Regions from separate parts of the Sus scrofa genome. Here all the other regions are linked to region 1. The links are chromatin contacts, called in public HiChIP or PLAC-seq maps. All regions are on one chromosome and are shown on one strand. The core of a region is the stretch at or near the end of the contact, and the rest is flanking DNA. Distances in the headings are between cores, read along the strand shown. Region 1 has its middle 14 kb from the start of PTGR2. Region 2 holds the start of PNMA1 (paraneoplastic antigen Ma1). Region 3 overlaps ELMSAN1 (ELM2 and SANT domain-containing protein 1).

Region 1 (5,157 bases), core at 1,933-4,432:
ATATATTTTTTTAATTCCCTTTTGGAGTTTTCTAGTGGCCTAGATGTTCAGGATCTGGCATTGTCATTGCTGTGGCACAGGTTTGATCCCTGGCCTAGGAGCTTCCTCATGGCATGGGCAGGGACATAAGAAAATTTCCTTCAGAATTTCCATTGTGTCTCAGCGGTAACAAATCCAGCTAGTCTCCATGAGAATGTGGGTTCAAACCCTGGCCTCCTCAATGGGTTAAGGATCCAGCATTGCCACAGGCTGGGCATAGGTCATAGATGTGGCTCAGATCCAGCTTTGCCATGGCTGTGACATAAGCCAGCAGCTGCAGTACTGATTCAACTGCTAGCTGGGGAACTTCGGTATCCCACAGGTGTGGCTGCAAATGTTTTTTAAAATTTTCTTTTATCTGCATTTTCCCCTTGCCCATAGTGAATAATCCCTCTGATGTGTTTAACAGTTATAACAGTATTTGTATGTTTCCTTACAAAAGATGCAGTATAGGATTTCTGTTGTGGCTCAGCTGATTAGGAATCCATGAGGATGTGGATTTGATCCCTGGCTTCCTTCAGTGGGTTAAGGATCTGGTGTTCCCAAGACTATGGCATAGGTCAGAGATGTGGCTCGGATCTGGCATTGCTGTGGTTGTCATGTAGGCCAGCAGCTGCAGCTCCCATTCCATCCCTAGCCAGGGAACTTCCACATGCCAAGGGTGTGGCCATAAAAAAAAGATAAAAATAAATAGATAAAATATGTAGTATATATATGAAATGTTTATATAAACGATGTTGTACCATAGATCTTATTCAATTTCTTACTATTTTCTTTCAATATGGTTTTACGGGCTGTCCACATGGCTGTGCTACATGCAGTTTCTTGCTCCTAACTGCTCTATTCCTCCCTTCCCCCAGTAGTGAGCCCCTGGGGCCTTAACTCCCATTAGCACAAAACACCCTGCAAGGGACAAGCTTATGTACCGTTGGTCCTATGTGAGACATTCTCTAGGGTGTATTTCCTGGTGGCTTACATTTTCTTCTAATATGTTTTCGTTTGTTTTTTCTTCTATTCATATGTCCATCCACAGTTGATTAGTCTATCTGGGTACATTTAGCTTTTGCTATGATCTTGACTCAATTAACTCTTGACATTTTCTTCTGGCAAAAAAAAAAAAAAACACTCCTAATTTGCATTTTGATCATGCTTCTTTGACATTGTTTGAACTAGGGATTGGATGGGTGGGTGGGGGCTTGTTTTATTTGCTTATTTGGAATCTCAGCTCCAAGATTTATATTAGTGATAATAATAGAACTTAGTTTGGGTCCCTCCTAAAGCAGAACTGAGACAAGGACTTTGTGACAATAGTTTATTTAGGAGGCTATCCCAGGACAACAATGAGAAAGAGGAGAGAATGATGGAAGAAGGGAAGACAATGAAAGATGCATTACTGGGCTGGTTATCACTGTGAACAGTTGGCTCAGTCTCCCTAGGGATCCTTTGAAGAACCATATAAAAACCACTTAGAATTGTCTCTCCGAAGAATGAGGGTGTAGGACATTTATCTATCAACTTCCATCCTTCATTGGTTGAGAGTTGCCCCTGGGGAGACACACACACATACGCACACACTTTCCTGCTGTGGCTGTGCCTGCAAGTAGTAAAGCAAGCTTCTAAGCTAGAAGAAAAGCTGAGTGACTTGCTGGTGCTTGAGAGGAGAGGCAATCAGCACGCACAGAAGCATCGAATTTTGGCTGCCCCGTGGGTGTGCACAGCCTTGCCTGCTAACTGCTTTCTGACCCATTTCATCCCTGCACTTGCTATTCATGTATTGACCACATGTGACCTAGCAAGGCCCACTCAAACCTCTCCCTGGGCCAGATCTATTATACACCCCTCTCACTGGCCTTAAGCAGCCCCCTTCTGGAAATTTAGCACTTTCTTCTTGCGAAGCAGGCATGCCTTCTTCATTTATCTCTCTGGCTTCACTTTACTTTCTTTCCCTCTTCTCTCCCATTTACCCTGCAAGCCTGCCGGGATCCCCAGTAGCATCAGTAAACCCTACTCAGATCATTTGCTTACCTGCTCTCATAGAAAGTACCCACTCTCAGAAGAAAATAATAAAAAAAAGTAGTTGCTGTTGTAGCTTAGTGGGTTAAGAACCCAATTAATATCCATGAGGATGCAGAGTCAATCCCTGGCCTCACTCCTCAGTGGGTTAAGGATATGGCGTTGCTGCAAGTTGCAGCTGAGATCTCAGATTCAGCTCAGATCTGGCATTGCTGTGGCTGTGGCTGTGGCTGGTGGCTACAGCTCCGATTCGACCCCTAGCCTAGAAACTTCCTATGCTGTGGGTGTGGCCCTAAGAAGACAAAAGACAAAAAAAAAAATAAAAATAAAATAAAAGAAGAAGAAGCAGAAGCGGAACAAGATCCAATACTATTTGAGCGCTTACTAAGGGGCAAGTGCTGTGTAAAAGGCAGTTCAGTCATTTCCTTACTTTTTCCTCACAACAGCCTCATGAACTTAGTACTGTCATCATGCTCTTTTCACAGATGAAGAGATCAGCTTGGAGAAGATGCCCCCTGCCAACCCCCACCCCAGCTGATGGAGCTGGGCCTCAAGCATGGGTGTCTGGCCTTAAGGATTTCTTTTTGACCACTCCACTTAGCTCATCTATTCATTGCCAACCGACCTTTGGAGAAGGGACTTCACTTCTTGCACCTGGTTTTTGACTTTTCAAACAGAACAGTCTTTAGGATTCCTCTTTTTCTCCTCACAAGATTATTTGAAAGTATGAGATAGGACTTTAAGATATTAATACATGTAACAGATTGGCTATGGCTTTCTTGTTCTGTTTTGGTTTTTGTTTGTTTTCATTTTCTTGGTTCATGGTCTTACCACCATGAGATACTTTCTCCCCAGGCCTAACCCCAATGGAGTATTCCCCCAGCCTCCAGAAACCTGGAATTCTACAATCAGAAATTAATTCATTTGGTGTCAGCTCCCAGTTCTACAGGAGAGGATACAGAGTAATACTTCTCAGCCATTCGTACCTTAGAATGAGTAATTTATGACCTTTTCTGAGAGCTCGTCTTTTTTTTCCTGAGAGCTAGTTTTGAAAGAGGAGGCAGGGGAGAAGCATGAATGTACTAAGCCTGGATTAAAGAGAAGCCACACTAGGTCATCACCCTAGAAAAGCTCTTGCACCTGTGCAACAGGATTTATGGGCAAGAATGTTCTTGGCAGCATTGTTCCTAATAGCCTCAAACTGGAAACAACCCCATCTGTCAAGTATAGAATGGAAAAACACACTGTAGGGTATTCATACAATGGAATATAATACAGCAATGAAAATGAGTGACCAAGATTTACAAGATTAGACTTGTCTGAGTCTCACAAACATAATACGAGGGAAAGAAAGTTGACGTGGAAGAATGTGTTCAGTAGGAATCTACACATGTGAAGTTCAAAGACAAGTTGTAGAATTATAAAAAAGAAGAAGGAAATTAATAGGATGAATGCCAGGATAATAGTACCTAATTGTAATGGGGAGGGCGGGGGTTGTGATTACTCAGGGAACACACAGGGGCTACTTTTTTTTTTTTAATGGCCAAACCCATGGCATATGGAAACTCCTGGGCCAGGGATTGAATCTGAGCTGCAACTTCAATCTACGCCACAGCCGTGGCAACCCTGGATCCTTTGGGGCACCTCAAAGCCACACCTCTGCAGCAACCCGAGCTGCTGCAGTGGGATGATTCTTTTTTTTTTTCTTTTTTTGGTCTGCCCAGTGGCATAAGGAGTTCCTGGTTCAGGGATCATATCTGAGCCACAGTTGCAACCTATGCCACAGCTGTGGCAACGCTGGATCCTTTAACCCACACTGTGCCAGGCCAGGGATCACACCTGTATCCTGATGCTGTAGAGACGCCACCGATCCTGTTTTGCCAATGTGGGAACTTCTGTAGTGAATTCTTAACCCTCTGTGCCACAGCAGAATCTTCACACCGGGGCTTTGTGAAGGCTGATAGTTATTATTTCTTAATCTGAGTGTTGGTTACACAGAGAGTTACTTTGCACTTAACAGTCAGCTTTCCAGTATCCATGGATATGGAACTACGACACAGAGGGCTGAATGAACTACATCATGTTTATATGAATGCACCTGCAGGTTTTGGTATCCTTGGGGAGGCCTGGAACAAATCCCCTGCAGCTACCAAGGGATGACTATTTATTAAATTGTCCAAACATGCTCTGCATATTTAGGGGTTTTTTTCTGTTTTATATATGTATGTTTCATCTTGCTCTTTTGGAAAAAAAAGGGAGGGAGGGAGGGAGGAAGGGCAGGAAAGCCAGCCTCCCAAAACCAGAGCTCATTTCTTTGTATAACTAACCCAGTCCCGGTTCTAGGAGACCCGGGAGAGAAGTAGTGACGTTTGGGAAAGGGGGTGAAAGGCTCTGCACTTAGCATCTGTAGAGAGCCAACTGCACTGGATTCTGCCAGTTTTCCAAAGTGATTGAATCGATTTATTCTTTCACCAGCCAAGAGTCCCCATTGTTTTGCATTTCCTTTATCATTTGATGTCAGATTTTTAAATCTTGACTTCTTTTGTAAGATGTATAAAGGTATCTCATTATTGTCTGAAGTTGCTTCCTTCTAGTAGTTAATGAACTTGAGCATCTTTTTGATACATATTTTGTCTTTTATGAAATGCCTATTCAAGTCTTTTACCCACTTTAAAAATTGGGTTATTTGTCTTTTTTGAATTGATTGATTGGAGTATGTATATTTTCAATATTTGGGCTTTTACTTGTTGAAAATGACTTTCTGATTCCATGACTCGTTGCCTGTGTTTTTTAAGGTGGGGGGAACAGAGACAGTGAAGATTTGCTGTCTCTGGTTTCCTTTGCCTACTGCTTGGGGACCTTGGGGAGTGGGCCACTTAGAGTTCCTCGTCCCACAACCAGTGGCCCTTCTGTCCCCTTCAGAGGCGAGGTGCCCAGGAAGGAAGGGGAACCCCATGAGAATAACAATGTGAGCCCTGTTTTGTGTTTTCTTCCCTCCTCTCCATTAGCAGAGAAAATGAAGTTTTGGCACTGTCTGAGCCACATAAACTTCTACTTCATACATCAGTGCCAAAAAGAAAAAAATACTTAGAGGTCGGCCAGTTT
Region 2 (5,157 bases), core at 1,200-3,699, 110 kb before region 1:
AATTAAACTGATCTAGATCTTTAAAGATGTACAGTAAGAAATCTGCACTGTAAAGCTGAATAATACCTTATTCACATTTCTTTCCATTAATATAAACCAGGAACAATTTACGGTAGACACAAAAACTATTCACCACAGTTAAGAGTAAACAGTTGACATTTTTTACTGAACAGTTCTTTTGGTATCCAGGCCCTGCACTCATTATACATCTGAACATGCAATTTCATATTTAATTACCTTGATGGGAAGAGTCACGAGACCACATTTTTCACAACCGATGATGGTGCCATGATGATAGCTTGCAATGAGGACTCACGTCCAAGCCTTTCCCTGGCATTGTAGCTAGCATGACCCACGAGCGCTGCAGCAGATCTGGTGCTCCCCTGCACGATTGTGCTAATGACACATGAATACCCAGGCCGGACTCCCGCCCAAAAACAAAAAACACCGCTTAGTCTTTACTAGCAGGAGACACACCTGTAAGACATCACAGAGACAATGAAAGCAGCCGTGATCTAGGTCTGAACTAACGCCCCCTTTCCTGGGACTCAGAAGTGCCCCTCCAGGCCTAACTGCAGGAGGGCGGCCTCAGCCTCCTCCTCCTCTTCCTTGGCCTCCTCCTCGCGGATCTGCACCAGCAACTGGAAGAGGTTGGGGGCCGGCCCTTCAGCAGCCCCGGTCAGCCACAACTGCCTTCGGATGGCTCCGCTGTGATTGGCCCCGGCAATGACCTGCTCCAGGCGGGCCTGGTTCACGTTATCTTTATCTATGGCCCCCTTCTCAACCACCTTCTGCAGCAGAGGCTCCAGACGAATCACATAAGCAGATAATTTTTCTCCCGGGTTCTGGTATGTGTTCAGAAATCTCACCTGCGCATCCCTAGAGCTCTCGACGCTCCCAAACACCTGCTCCAGCGCCTTCAGGCATTCAGCGGTGGTAATCGCAGGGTTGTTGGTCTTGAGGATGCGGATGACATCAGCGGCAGGGCCTCTAAGGCTCTCCATCAACCGCCGCCTCTTTTCTACATCAGGCACCTGCCACTCCTCTATGACCTCATTAGTGTGCTCCAGCCAGGGATCAAATGCCTCCTCCCCTGGCCCCGGAATGTCCCTTCCCGAGAACAACGTCAGCTTCTTGTACCATATGGACTCAACCAGAGGCTGAATAACATTATCCAAAATATAGTTTAGCATCTCTGCCGGCATTTCGGGGCCTGGGGCCGGAGTGGGGTTCTGAAACCCAAGGACACGGGCAACATCTTGCACGGTCCACCCCTCTCTTGCTAGGAAGAGGTGCAACCTTTCTAAAAATTCAGCATCGGAAGTGGGGGGCTTAAAGACTACTTTCCAGACCCCTCCTTTACCTGGCATCTCCCTGGGGATCGCAGCATAATCGACAGCACCAGTGAGCTCTAACAAGGCTGCTTTGGCATTCTCTTCCCTCCAGAACATTCTCCCAAGCACTCGATAGGGCACCTGGGGCATCGCAGCTTGAAAGGTCTCTTCGATTTCGGTCTCATCACAGTTCACAGGGATCCCCCAGACCAGAAGGGCTCTCTGGGAGTTCACATCCATCCCCCTACACCAATCTTCCAGCAGTGTCATCGCCATTTTCCCAACTATCAAGGGCCCCAATTCTACAAATACAATTAGACTGTGGCTCCCTGTGCTCTAAAACTGAAGACAATAGCAGACGCTCCCACCGCCACCTCCCCCCATATGCCCGAGGGAGTCAATCACGTTTAACAAACGACACCAGTGTCCTGCTCTCCTCTTTTCGCTGCCCCTCAAAGCCAGGCCTCCGCGTTCTCGGAACGAAGCCTCGGGGATGCTCAGTCACATGGCCATCGCCATCTTGTGTCTCCGGTCGGGATCCGCAGGCCGGGTCCTCCACTTACAGGAAGGTGTCGCGTCGGAGCGCAGAGGCGAGGAAAAAAGGCGGGCGGCGAAAGCAGGAGCCGCAGGGCTTGATCGCGGGACGTGGCCGCCTCTTCGCAGCCTGGGCGCCAGGCACTCGCTGCTGCTCCCAGAGGGTGCAAGCTTTCGTTGCCAGAGCGGAGCACGCCTCAGACGAGCTAGGAGCCGCTTCTCCGCAGACAAGAACTAGTACCGCCCCCGGAGGGAAAGACTGTCCTAAGGGAAAGACAGCGGCGGCAGCGAGGCCAACCCGAGAGAGCTTCTTCGTGGGCAAACGTATCCCTCTGGGCGGCGAGGACGCCAAGGACCAAGAACACAGGCAGCAGAGGCGCAGGAAAGACGCGGAAGCCAGGCTAGAGGAGGCGCAGGCGCAGTCGCAGGCAGGCCGCGGCAGCCCCGCACGCAGGCGACCGCGGGCCGAGGTGGGCTGGAGCTGCACAGTTGTACCTCGGTCCCACCCGCAGCCAGCCTAGCCTTTACTGCCGCAGTGGAGGGCGGGGCCGGCCTTCGACCCGCCTCGCCCCGCCCCCCGCGGCCCTGCCCGCGCGACCGTAGCCACGGCAACCACCGACGCGAGACGCCGGAGCTCTAGCGGCCTGCAGGGGCGAATGGTTGCCATGGTGGCAGCTCGGGGCCGCGGGCGTTAATTTCCTTTACCGCGCATTTCCTTTTTCGCATTTTCCAGATTTTTTTTTTTCTTAACAAAGCACTGTGTTTAAAAGATAATATAATTCTGGAGTGGATTTAAGATGATATCCGGCCGTCAAGAAAGACTTGTCTACTCGCGTCGCTCGTTCAGAGGCAATGCTGTATAATACCCTGTACCACCTGACTGCACTCTGCACCCTCTAAATTTTATCCCAGTGAGTTGAGACTTCTTCTTGTCTAAAATGTTGTAAAAAGATCTAGATCTCTATGAATAGTAACCCGGCAAACACTAATGTGTTATTTCCCCTGCCCTGGCATCATGGATAAAACAGGCCTTATGGTTCAAAAATGTCAAGTATCCTTTGGAAGCAAACCAAGGCACACTTACAATCCCAGATGGTGAGATAATAAATCTTTCCCCCAAAGGACACAGAAATCAACTCTGAATTTTTAAAACCTTATTTAATAAAAGGTTTAAAGATACAGAAGAACATTCAAAAGTAAATAAGTTACATAGGTACATTACAATCACATCAGCAAGATTTTCTTTAGTGTGTTAATTTTTTTTTTTATAAAAAGCACACAAAAAATAAAATCTTCCGTCTGGTCTATCACAACTGTACAGCAAAAGAGGTAATATTTATATATATGTACACTATTTTAATATGTAACAGTCTTTTAAAAAAGGGTGCCACAGGCAGCAAACACACAAAAGGCAGTGTCTGATTTTTTCAAAATAAAAGGAATATACTTATTTATATGCTATTAAAATATTTGTACAATAATTACAGACTATCAAGGCTGTTCCTGTGCTCTGTCCCCTCCAACAAGGCCTTTGACTAAGAGACAAATGAGGAAAAGGTGAAACAGCTGCAAATTGTTAGTTAGAGGCAAATATTAATACAGCAAAATATGGGGAGGACATACAATTGTTTTATAAAAATATGCATACTTCCTGTAAACCTAAGGAGTTAGGCTTGCCACTGGTAATAAATACCATCTGAGAAAACTGAGCCCCGGTAAAAACATATTTAAACAGCTGAGGCTTGTGTATGTGTTGTATTCCTCCTTCATCTTAACATCTGGCACATGAGAAGAAAGAGGTTAGGTCATTGAGGCAGTTAAATATAGGGGATCCCTTTAGACATAAGCAGCACACGACCTCTGTGCCAGGGGTGGAAGTGGAGTAGCCAAAGGGATAGGTGTGTACCTTAGCTGTGACAGGGGTTGCTGAAGGCATGGAGGACAGTGTCGAAGCCCTGTCTCCTTGGGTGGCTAAGAGACCTCAGAAATGGTCTAGAACACAGGCACTAGGTTAATCTCATGCCCTTAGCTGAGTGTAGCTGGAGGCTGCGAGATGGGTATGTAAGGTGGTGTACAGAGGACATTATAAAGCTGAAGGTGTTTTCACTTAACTTCTTAAAGCAAACAGCTCTGAACAGAAAAGAAAAAAGAAAAAAACAACACGAGCCTGATATGTTCACAGGGAGAAAGCACCATAAAGGGTAAGCCTATGCCAGCTTCTATGGCTGCACCTACTTTATTGGCAGGTCACTTGCCACAATTGCATCTGCCCTCTAAACAGTTTACCTTTCGCATTACATTCTAAATATGAATCCATCCTGGATCGTAAACCCTTTCAAAACATGGTGTCAGTCGGGGTTAATACAGAGAGGTACCATCTTGATCTTTTCCACCTACATTCACCTGGTCTGGTCTCTCTGGGCTTAGAAGAGGAGAATCACTCTAGACAAAGGAGGTTTCTGTTGCCACATGTCCAAAAAAGAGGCCTGAAACGAAACATAATTCAAATAGAAAAAACCTTGGGAAACGTAAGTAGCACTTTGGGGAGAAGCTGCAAAGGCACTCATATTACACAAGTGATTTAGAAGAGAGCCTAAATTTGCTACCCTCTTATTTTTGCAAAGTATGTCAGATTTTTGCAATCTTGGGCCACTGAGTTTATAGAAGCCTAAGGAAGAAACTAATGGGAAGCTGGAGGTCCCTAGGTAGCCATCAGGAACTGGGGAAGGGAAAGAATTTTGTTACTCCAGTACCGGGGCTCCTGCTGTATAACCATATGAATACATAAGTGAATGCGAAAAAAGACCTGACAGTGCATAGTTTAGAAACAAAACTCCCTCCCCACTCCCAGCTACCAACATTGATGCCTTTAGGCTATCTCATTGGCGGATCAGAATGAATATTTCTTGGCTCCTTCCTAACCTGTCATATACTTGCATGCACCCAGAACTGCTTTTACGCAGCTAAAGGAGAATAACGAGACCAGGAAAGTAACTCAGTCTTCCTGTAGGACTGGCAAGTGAAGGGGCCTCCAGAAACCTCCAGCCCCTTCACTTCAGTGGCGAGATGCCAAATATGGCTTCTTCAAGCCAGAAACAAAACCAGAATTCTGGCTTCCAGCCAGTCCCCTCAGGCAACTTGACAGTCTGCTGAAGAGGTAGCAACAAGAACTGCCTTTGCTCTCCCTTGATCCTCCTAGTCTGTGTGGCTTTGTGACACCTTCCAACTTTCCACCATCTTTCAGTGCTACTATCATTCCTATTGGCAAAATTTCCAGAGCAACAAGGCG
Region 3 (5,157 bases), core at 1,508-4,007, 81 kb before region 1:
TCAGGTCAGGGTTGGGGGGGAAGGGGTAGGGTGCCATGCTGTGGTGAGCCAGGTGGGACTGCCCCAGTGGCCCGCCCGGCTGCAGGCCAAAGTCCTGGGGCTGCTGAGAAGGTGGCTGCTGCATGGGGTAGAAGTTGTCAAAGAGCTGCATCTGGGGCAGGGCTGCCTGTTGCTGCTGCTGCTGCTGCTTCTGCGGCGGGAAGGCGGCAACAGGGTTGGGGGGAGGCGGGCCCTGCCGGAAGACTTGCCGGTTCACCTGGTGGCCGAACGCCAGCTGGAAGGGCTGCAGGGGCAGCGTCTGGTTTGGGGGCTTCTTGGCCACATGGAAAGAGTTCAGGGGCGCCTGAGGCTGCCCTACGTCCAGCTGCACCTTCTGTGGCATCATTGGCCGCACGGCGTTTCCATAGCGGTCCAGCTGCGGCCCCCCTCCCTTCTCCCGCTTCAGTGCCTCGGGGTGGTTATAGTAGGTGGAGACCCCCATGCCAGGATGAGGGCTCCCCTTGGGTCCACTGTAGAGGGGCAAGCTGTGGCGGTTCCACGTTGAGTGGGGTGGAGGCTGCCCGGGCTGCTGCTGCCAGCCGCTGTCACTGACACCCCCACCTCCTCCACGCTCTGGGCCCCTCCCTGGAGCCATCACAGAGTTGGGCCACTTGACTGAGCCCATCTGCTGGGACAACATGGTTCGCTCAGACCCATACACTACAGAGTTCAGCAGGGCCAGGCTGTTGGGAGGGGGCAGTTCCACAGGCTGGGAGGCAGGGACAGCCCCTGCTGGACCCTCCTGCCCAAAGTAAGGCTCCTCCTTGACTCTGGTGGATTGAGGAGGGGCCGGGGGCTGCTGGGGGGCTTGCAGGGCTTGGGGCTGCTCCTTGGGAGCTGGTTCCTGGTCCCCAAAGAGGCAACGCTTCCGCTTGTTCTGAGCCTTGGGCTGGGCCTGGAGGTTCATGGTGTGGCCAACGGGGCCCCGGAGTGAGACCTACTTCACCGGCTGCCCATCCCCTGGGGGATGGTCCTGCTCGAAGCCTGGCCCTAGTCCGGCAGCCAATGGGGGCAGAGAAAATGCTGGATGATGCAGTCAGGCACAGGGAGAAGGAACTGCTGGCTCTTCCTTCCTCGCTGTAGAGAGGCCCTTGGGCTTCTCTACTCTTCGCAGTTCATGATGCTCCACAGGGCTCTGGAGCCTGCAGACAGAAGAGCAATAGCATCAGCCACAGTCTCCCATGATGCTCCAGAGGTCAGCACAAGTGTGAGAGGAGGGCCTCAAGGGCCCTTCGGTTCCACAGCCTCCTGGGGACAAGCCCAAGGGCACAGAGCAGCATTGGTGAGGCAGGAGCCAGGACCACGGGGGAGCTACCAGAAGGCAGCAACATCTCCCAGGGTACCCTGGGGCTCTCCTGTTGTCCCACCACCTCGCCCTCTTGGTTAGGCTCCAGAACTGCTGCATTTGGTTATGTAACTTGCATGCAGCACAAAGATACCTGCCAAGGCTGAGATCCAATCCAGCCTGATCGCCTTTGGTCAAGCTGGGATAAGGAGTGGCAACGGCCATGGTGGGTTCTCTTCTCCTCTGAAGCCAGGCCTCAACCCCCTGGACAGCCAGGCAGGTCCTCTTACATCTGACCAGGCAGTAGCCTCCTCACCAGACCCAGCAGGAGTTTTGCCTCCTCTGACACTCCTGCTCTGAGACCTCAGACAGAAAGGGGAGGAAACAGGAGCCATTCCCAACTGTGCAGCCCAAGGGTTGGAAGCCCCACCAGGCCCTTGCAGAGTCCCAGGCCCAAGGCTAGGCCCAAGCACTGGTGGTAGGTAAGGCCCCAGAAGGGTGTGTGCAGTTCTAGCCCCACCCCTGGGAGGAGCTGCTGGGTGGAACTGTGGCTGCCGATTCTTCCCCTAACAGCACAGAACCTGTTTTGCAACCTCTGCTGGCTGGAGACAGGATCCAGCCCGGTGGCTGGTCAACAGTTCCCACCCCGCCTCCGCCACTGCCAAAGAGCGCCTGGCATCTGGAGTAAAGGAATAGTAGAGCTGCAATATTGCGGGTGTGCAGACTGCTTAGAACTTCTCAGGTCCAGAAGGTTTCTCCAGGACATGGCGTGACTAAGGGCTCACAGTGTTCCTGTGTTTGTTTTCTAACTTGATTTTAAAAACAAAAACAAAACCAGGTTGCTCTATTTATCCTGCTACACAGTGGAAAGAACTGAGACCAGTATTTTTCATTTACATGTGCTTTTATTACTTACATGCAAGTTATAACTGACACCTATCACTTGCATGTATTCAGACGTTTTCTTTCTTCAGAGAGGGTTTTTTTGCTGTTGTTTACTGTGTGAGGGGTGCCCCCCTCTGGAGGTTGGTGATGGGAGGGGGAGCAGCTACAAGATCCACCTCTTTGCCAAAGGAAGATTCTGATCCTGAGCCACTCAGTCTAGAAGGGGGTTGGGGGGGGGGGAGAGAGCTCAGGAAGCCCTGGGGACTGGATCTGCAGGTCCAGGCTGACCTCAGACGTCAGAACCGAGAAACTCGAGGTCACTGTTAGCAGCTCCGGGAGTTCCTAGGAAAGCCGCCGAGAGGAGAGCAGAACTGGGCACACGGGCAGACTCTAGTACGAAGCCCTGGCTGCCCCCGGCGATGCCCCGACCCCTGGGAGGCGGCCGCGCTATCGCTCCTCCGCAGGCTTCCGCAGCTCCCCAGCCCTTCCCCTCCAGGAGCAGCGGGCGTGCCGCGCTCCCGCCCCCTGCTGCCTCTCACTTTCACCCAGCACCCCGAAGGGGAGGAACTTCCTCCTCCATTTCCTTCCTCAGCTCCCAGGCCCTGTCGCCCGCGAGAGCGACGCTCCCTGCTCGCCCCCCCCCCTTTGTCTCGCCTCTGGAAGCTGCAAGAGGGGGAGACAAGGCGGACCCCCAGTCACCCAGACCCCGGCACAAGGGGAGGACGAGGACCAGCCGAGAGGGCTGAGGCCACGGAAACCGCTTCCCCGAACACCCCCCCCCCCCGCCCTCTTGCTTTTAAACCCTCATTCCCTGACAGCCAGCCCAATTCAGAGCGGAGCCCTACAGTCAGCCGCCAGACCGAAAATAACCCCGGGCGCCATCCTGAAGCTGCAGGGTGGGACTGTCCCGGCTCCAGATCTCAGGCTCTGCCTCTCCAGTCAGCACAAACCAGCTACAAGTACGTGTGTGTCTGCAGACGCAAGACCCAGGAAGGAAGAACGTGCAGGAGGGAGGGAAGGGGGGAGGGGGAGGGCGCAGGTCCACGTGCCTCCCGTGAACTGGGAGCCTCCCCTCCCCTACTGTACACAGACAGCCCCCCCCATCACATCACAGCCCTGTCGCCTTGTGAGCCACAGCACAGGCTTGGGGCTTGGAGGAAGGGAAGGTCCACGTGGCAGATGGGCTTGGGTGCACGTGTGTGTCTGAGGCAGGGTACCCAGGCACGAGGATGGCCGCTCAGCGGTAGGGGAGATGCCGGTGGAGTCCGTGAAGAGGGATCCAAGGTAGGGCTGCTCCTGCTCCAGGCCTGCTCACCTGCAGCTGCTTGGTCAGGTCAGGAAGGGCCAGGCTCAGCTGGTCTACCTCCCATCCCCCGCTGTGCACAACAAGGAGGGCCTTTCGTCTGGACGCCACAGTAGGTTTCCAAAGCTGGGCCAAGAATTGTTTAGAAGAAATCAAAGGGCCAATTCAGGAGAGGCTGAAGCTTCTGCAGAGGCCTCCCTGTCACCCCCATTGGAAGGCTGCTAACAGTGCTAAGAGCACAGACACCCAGGCCTGGGACCCTCAGAGAAGAAAGGTGGTTATCTAGGGGGATGGAAAAAGAGTGGAAGATGCCTGGGAACCCTAGAGGTAGGAGGAGAGGCACCAGGGCACGTAATAATAGTAGTAGTAGCAGCAGCAGCTAGTATATGCAATAATAATAACAGGAGTTCCTATTGTGGCCCAGTGGATTAAGAACCTGACTAGTGTCCATGAGGATGCAGGTTCCACCATTGGCCTCACTCAGTGCGTTAAGGATCCGCTGTTGCCATGAGCTGTGGTGTGGGTTGCAGATGCGGCTCAGATCTGGCATGGCTGTGGCTGTGGCGTAGGCCAGCAGCTGCAGCTCCCATTTGACCCCTAGCCTGGGAACCTCCCTATGCCACAGGTACAGGCAGATCCTAAGTGTGCTGCACATGTTTTCAAGACAGCATGAAGCTAAAGCAGGAAGCACTGGCATTTTAACCTCCATTTTACGGCTGAGTTAGATGAGGTGCAGAGGGGCTGAGTAACTTGCCAATGGTCTCATGAAAATTATAGTTACAGAGTCAGGGCTTGAACTTAGGTCTGCCTGACTCCAAGACCAAGCTTTTATTCCTTATCCCTAAGACAGGGGGCTAGGACGTCAGGGCCCTCTCTGCACACCTCCTTTCCACAGCATGCTCCCAATCTTTGGTCTCAGGGCAAGCATTTTCTGGAACACAGATATCCCTCCTCACTGGCGCTGGGAAGCCCCTTACCCTCACCTGAACTGTTGGCAGGTAAACCTCTCCTATCCGGCCCCGTACAGCTGGGACCCTTAGTCCTATGGGAAGGGAAGGAGGGAAGGGGCCTCCCCACAGAGGTGCCAGCAGGCTGGGGAGTCCACTGGCCGCTTTGGCCTCGTTCTCCAGGCCAGGACCCTCCATCCCCTGCAAGCCCAGCCCTGCCTCAGTTCTGGTTGCTGCTGCTGGGGCTTCCAGCTCTCATACCCCATTCCTACGGCTCAGCCTGCATCCTGGCCGGACTGAGCCACTTCCTCCTATTTCTTCTGCCCCAGCCCTCCTCCTCTGTCCCTCAGGTAGAAGTCAGCCTGGCCTTCCTCACAGGGAGGAAGAGGAAGGAAGCCATCCTTTCCGAAGGCTGCCGACCGATGGGCCAACTCCCTGGGGTTGCAGGGAGGAGGGTCTAATGAGGAACTCCTGTAAGGCAGCTCACCCCTGGGACCAGCCACGGGGCCTCTGACAACGGATGCAGAAACACTGCAAAAGGAAACCCACAGACATCATGGGGCCCCAGACACTTACACCCACTCTATCAGTCTGTTTGACTGTCTGTTAAGGCTCGATTCACTCTTCCCTTCCTCCAAGAGCCTCACTGCTGCAACCAGTCTCTGACCACACCACAAACAGTCCTGGGCAGAAGATAC

Evidence for each region. HiChIP or PLAC-seq counts read pairs in DNA pulled down with a chosen protein or histone mark.
Region 2: an H3K27ac HiChIP or PLAC-seq map of skeletal muscle shows a contact between it and region 1. The contact joins the promoter of PNMA1 here to the enhancer-like site in region 1. A contact is called at or near these places in 1 of 5 promoter capture datasets (fetal skeletal muscle), 33 of 47 Hi-C or Micro-C datasets (adipocytes, adipose tissue, alveolar macrophages and 15 more) and 2 of 2 datasets of contacts at active chromatin or transcription factors (alveolar macrophages and skeletal muscle).
Region 3: a contact with region 1 is called in an H3K27ac HiChIP or PLAC-seq map of skeletal muscle. The contact joins two enhancer-like sites. A contact is called at or near these places in 2 of 5 promoter capture datasets (fetal skeletal muscle and liver), 36 of 47 Hi-C or Micro-C datasets (adipocytes, adipose tissue, alveolar macrophages and 17 more) and 2 of 2 datasets of contacts at active chromatin or transcription factors (alveolar macrophages and skeletal muscle).

What each region holds. Positions count from the first base shown.
Region 1 is chr7:97,157,074-97,162,230 of Sscrofa11.1, forward strand. No RefSeq gene overlaps it. Among named protein-coding and RNA genes, the nearest start is that of PTGR2, 14 kb to the right of the region's middle. Within about 2 kb of position 3,183, at least 1 of the 83 cell types and tissues checked has an H3K27ac peak or open chromatin away from gene starts, as enhancers often do. A contact at or near this core is called in skeletal muscle, where this site is marked.
Region 2 is chr7:97,049,408-97,054,564 of Sscrofa11.1, forward strand. It overlaps PNMA1 (paraneoplastic antigen Ma1), which reads right to left and starts at 2,450. Exons shown (of 1, transcript XM_021099497.1): 1 at 1-2,450. The coding sequence starts at 1,610. The coding sequence ends at 549.
Region 3 is chr7:97,076,089-97,081,245 of Sscrofa11.1, forward strand. ELMSAN1 (ELM2 and SANT domain-containing protein 1) reads right to left here. Exons shown (of 13, transcript XM_021099496.1): 2 at 1-1,181. The coding sequence starts at 946. Among named protein-coding and RNA genes, the nearest start is that of PNMA1, 27 kb to the left of the region's middle. Within about 2 kb of position 2,758, at least 52 of the 83 cell types and tissues checked have an H3K27ac peak or open chromatin away from gene starts, as enhancers often do. A contact at or near this core is called in skeletal muscle, where this site is marked.